Regions from separate parts of the Zea mays genome. Here region 2 is linked to region 1. Evidence: chromatin contacts called from public Hi-C data. All regions are on one chromosome and are shown on one strand. The core of a region is the stretch at or near the end of the contact, and the rest is flanking DNA. Distances in the headings are between cores, read along the strand shown.

Region 1 (2,700 bases), core at 106-2,605:
AGTCATTTCACGTGGTGGGTCTGTCCTGGTGCCATGTCGGAGTGTATAGGTGGCCTGCCACATCAGCAAAAAGGGCAATCCTATATGAAATACTATCTCTCTAGTGGCATATATGTAGATGTATATGAAAATTAGAAGATATCCATATGGACATACACAATTCAAAGATATTCATCAAACTGAAACAATGAATCACATAAAGGTATAACTATTAGTCTAATTGTACAAGTTTATGGATGTCCACTTGAAAAAAAGGGAAATTGTCAGTCTGCCCAACATTTTGACCCTCAACATTATCAGCAAGTGCATCTACGAGAGCTTTCAATGCACTTTGACTTCTTTAGGTACGGTGAATTGGTGATTACAGCAGAAAGTTGGTTGAAACCATCCCATGACATATTGTACTACTTCAGGAAAATTTTCTTCTAATGGTTACTAATCATTTTAGCTTCTATCACTATATTTACATCTAATTGATTCGCATGAAGAACACAGGGCCGACCCTGGGGGTGGGTAGAGTGGGCGGCCGCCCAGGGCCCCTAAATATATATTAAGTATAAGTATATATTGTGTTATGGATATTTAGTAATTGGTTTTGGATCAAACACTATTTAATAGTCTGTCCCCTAGATGTAGCTTGTTGGAAATCTAAGAAACAAATCGATGAGCCTATTGCAGTCACAGAGAAAACAAATCATCGTAGACTCCTAACACGACGTGGCGACACCCTGAGTGCGTGTTCGATAGATGACTATAGCTGTAGTGTATAGTGTACTAATTCTTATATTATATGTTATATGTGTGTATTTTTCAATCTCATGAACTAATGATTGTTCATTGATATATTCTATGTAGGATTTTAAAGTCTAAATTTTTATCCCAAACTCTTATTTTACTTCGACACCAAGTGAGTAAAAGGCCAAGATAAAAGATTTTTGAATGGTGCATTGTCTGCTACATGAATTTTCGAGAATGTCGTAGAGGTGAATTGTTACCCTAATACCTCTATTGCATATCGAATCTTAGTGACTGCTCTATCTACCATAATTTTTTTAAACTAAAATTATTAAAAAAAATATTTATGATCAACAATCATGTTTTCAAAAACTTTATATGTAAATATATATTAGATATATAATATATATAGAGTGAGAGATAATAGGGACCTCTAAATTAGTTTTCGTCTGGGACCCCTAGAATGCTAGGACCTCTATTACAATCCCTGCTTGATCGCCTCGTGCTGCTTCGGTCGATGGATTTCGCTTGCTCCTGCATCGTATGTGATGGAGCATAACTCTTCTTTTGCGAAGTTCCTCGACGTCGTTTCAAAGCTGGTCCACCCGACATGGAAGGTGGACGAACAGGGTGGTGAGGACGTGTCCTCTAGATCGAAGTGCGGCGACGGGGCTAGAGTTTGAAGAGAAGGCGGATGGGTGATGGTGCTAGCAAGGGGAGGACGACAATTGAAAACAATATGTCATGGGATGGTTTCTTGCTTATTTTGCACATTTGTGTGTTGCGTTTTCTTGCTTATTTTGCACATCCGTTTCAGTTTGATGTAAAAAAGGTAACCCTAGCTAACGTGGCAGACCTCAAAGCATCACTCACACACCATCGTCCTCTCCTTTTGCCAGCACCGCGAACCCGCCACCAGCCTTCTCCCACCCACGAAGTACGGAAGGCTGCCGGAAGGAGCTCTCACCTCACATCCATCTCTGTCGCGCCCGTCATCCTCCTCCTCCTCCCCTCCTCAACTGCTATCGGATTTGCGCTGCAGTGGAGATCGACCCGGGCTGGGAATTTCTTTCGTTGGTAAGGAACCCTAATTTGGTCGGATGGGATTTTCATCTTCGACGAAGCCCGCGAGATTGATCGACCTTAGCTGACGCGAGGGATTGGAAAGCGAACGCTCGGGCGTAGTTAATTTTCTAGGAAGATTGGGGTTTCAGCTCAAACCCCCATGCTCGATGCTGAGGACGACCCTGGCGGGAGATGACGAGGATCTTCGTGCAGCGCGGGACCGCCGGCTCCTCGTCCAGCTCCGGCCGCTCGGGCTCGCAATCAGCGCAGCAGCCGGCAGCAGCTGCCCGGGAGGAGTTGCCGTTGCAACCTCAGCCACAGCTACCAGAACTATTGGCTATAGATGATGTAACTGAGCATTTAAATGAGGGCAACGAGAACAACAGTAGCAGAATTAAGTTTTTGAGGACGGATGACACCATTTCAGAGAGCTCGAGCTACGCAGAGGAGAGGGCTGCCAGGGAGAAGCCTCCTAAGGATGACTCTAATGTAATCAACCCCACTTCCTTGGTAGAGGAACCGATAGTGCTCCATACCCCTGATCAGATTGAACATGGAAATTCTGTGCCGTCAGGAACTAATTCATCACAGATGGTGGGTGCAGCATCGCACCCGCCGCCACCGCCAGCTCCGCCTCCAAAATCATTGTTGGGGAATAGTGGGTTGTGGAGAATGGGACCTGGAAGTTCCAACAGTGTGCGGATTGGATCTCCAAGAAGACCAGTAGCTTGGCCACCAGTGGCAGCTCGGACATCTGCTTCAGGTTCTCGTCCTTCTTCGCCTAGGTCACTCGTTGATGGTGAAGGTTACAATAGTGCTGATGAACAGGGTCCCTGTTACGCCTCGAGTTATGATGATTCGGTATGATTTTTATTTGTCTTGTTTTTCTTTTTATATGAG
Region 2 (2,700 bases), core at 31-2,530, 410 kb before region 1:
GCAATATGAGTCATGGTAGTGATGTGGCTTGGTTATGTTGCAATGCTTAAACTATTGTTCATTGAAGGAGTTTATTTCAAATGAGACATGACATGATCATATGTGGCAAGGTGAAGAAGATCAAAATACATGGCTTGGCTGTGACAAACATGTTGCTATAGTGAACCGCAAGTGGAGGCTAGAATGTGAAACCGTGTGGCGATAAATATACAACAAGGACTTGGCGCCGATGTTACAATGCTCAAACAATGTTGATTATAGGAGCTTAATACATATAAGATATGACATGATGTCATATGGCTTGGTGAAGAAAATCAAGAGAGATGGCTTCGCTACCATAGACCAATTGCTAGTATAAAGGGCAAGTTGGAGACTTAGGTGTGATGGACTATGTGGAGGTGAAGCTAGAGCAAGGACTTGGAGCTGATGGACCAAATGCAACGGTGAAGAGCACACGAAGTTTTGATTCATGAAACAATAAGATCATGTGATGATATAAAGTGGATCATACCATTTTTGGGTGGATGATGAAGAAACTTCATGTTATGGGCAATGATCAAAGGTAGAGTCATTGGCTACACCTATGGATGATCATTGTTCATCATCTGTTGATGGAGGTCGAAGACTTGTGTGGCTTCAGCAACATGGAGATAGAATGGAACGCGCAAAGGAAAGACATGCTTGTAGGAATATTATTTCACCCGTCAAAGGCTGTGTAGAGAAATAATTAACTTCGTTTAGAATAGATAGATGCACTATAAAGAGGGGAAATCTCTTAGTTGTAATGGTTATCTAGTTTCACTAAGTGTATATTTATTTTTGCATACGCATAAGCACTTATTGATGTGGTGAGGTGCATGAGAAAGGTCGTTAAAATTATTTGCAAAAAGATTTATCTAGTGCTTAATTTGCTTTAGCACTTCTAGTTGAGGTAGCACTAAAAAGTGTTAAAATCGATGGCAAAAACCATAGAGTAAAGGTGGAAAACGATTGTCGTCGATGGCTTGCTACTCTTTAGGACAAAATTTGTAAGACCCTTATGAAATTTCAGGCCAAGAGCTTCTATATAGACGTGCGAGTTGCTGGCTCGGAACTTCCAAGAGCCCACAGAAATGTTTGAGCGGGCCCTTTTTATTGGCAGCGTGGCCTCTCAACTGAAATTTGGACCACGACCTAGTTTTTCTAAATGGGAGGCTGTCGCGGGTAGGTGCGCTAGTGCCAGCCTTACTGGTCGGGCCATCTTGTGGTGGCACGGGACATGGCAGGGGTGCAGTGCAGCATGGGTGCTGGGTTGGCCCAGACCTTCATCCGCATAGGGACACACACGAGACCTAGAACCACTGTAGTGCATGGGCCGCTGGGCTTAGAGAGCTAAGGCCTCACATTATTACTCCTCACATTATTACTTCCATATTCTACATCAGTTAAAAAGCCTTCTATGTAATATAAAAAAAGAGTAAACTGTGCAACATGATTTTAGATTAATTGTTCAATATTTAATGGTGTATTACATTAAGCGAAAATAATTCAAAATACTCAACAATACTACTATAACATGATGGCTGTAGAGCATAAAAACTCAAAAGATGAGTCTACATTTTGTTAGACATAATTAGCATATTTGTAAATTACTCATGAATTAGTTCTTATGATTACTTTTTGAATTTAATATTTTTAGTTTTCTCAAGTTTTTAAAGTTGTCTCTGTCACTCGCTCTTTAATACTAACTTATACTCACTCTGTCCCAATTTATAATTCGTTTAATTTTTGTGCCAAGTTTGGTCTACTCGTCTTATTAAAAAAATTTGCAAAAAAATGAAAAATTGAAAGCCATACTTAAAGTATATTGTAGAGTAGACGATATCATAGTAAGAACTAACAATAATTATAACTTTCTTGAATAAGACAAGTCGATCAAATTTGGATACAAAAGTCAAACAAATTATAAATTGGAATGGAGGAGGTATAAATTATCATACTATTTCAAAACATATAGTATATTCATGATATTCTAGTTATTCTAACAAAAGCGGATACAAAAATCATATCTACTACATCAAAACCATAAACTTTCAACAACATGTTAACTTCTGACGGGTTATTATAGCTCTCGCAAGTTAAGTAACTTCCATTACTCTCTAACTTCCGATGACCATCGCTAACTTTCTGAAGTTAGCTATTATGACCTAACGGGCGAAGACGGAGCCCAGCTATTCGACGGCCACGCCCCCGGCTTTTTGTGCCTACCGCCACCACTGTAGCCTCCTGTTGCCACCTCCCATGCCGTCGCGCCACCCCCATGATCTGCACCCCATCATGCCCGCCTCGCTGTTGTAGCTCCACCCTGTTGCGATAACAGCGCCGTCACTGTGCCACTCCCACGACGTAGTGCACGCTGTTGCAACTCCCCTATGCCCGAGCATGGCCCCGTACTGCCCTCGCGTCTACGACCGTCCATGCACCCGTCCATGAGTCATTTCCAGTCGTATTATTCTGAGAGGCTAACTTCTGACGATATCACCTAACTTTCGAGACGAAGTTTAACTTCCGAATGTTTTTAACAAACTTCTAAGAGTGCAGGCTCTTAGAAGTTATTAAGTTTCCTTTAGTGACCATGCTTGATGCTAGGTAGAAATCTCTAGAGATCAGATAGATACACAACTGTGGGACTCCTCCTAGATAAGAGGCTTAAATAAATAT

The links. Hi-C and Micro-C count contacts between places; a contact is called where the count stands out from the background.
Region 2: a contact with region 1 is called in a Hi-C map of leaf, with 4 times the contacts expected there. The contact joins the enhancer-like site here to the promoter of LOC100285430 in region 1. A contact is called at or near these places in 2 of 25 Hi-C or Micro-C datasets (ear and leaf).

The regions. Positions count from the first base shown.
Region 1 is chr2:58,266,007-58,268,706 of Zm-B73-REFERENCE-NAM-5.0, reverse strand. LOC100285430 reads left to right here and starts at 1,355. Exons shown (of 8, transcript NM_001158323.2): 1 at 1,355-2,661. The coding sequence starts at 1,993.
Region 2 is chr2:58,672,866-58,675,565 of Zm-B73-REFERENCE-NAM-5.0, reverse strand. No RefSeq gene overlaps it. Among protein-coding and RNA genes, the nearest start is that of LOC109944191, 48 kb to the left of the region's middle. Within about 2 kb of position 1,280, at least 17 of the 20 cell types and tissues checked have an H3K27ac peak or open chromatin away from gene starts, as enhancers often do. A contact at or near this core is called in ear and leaf, where this site is marked.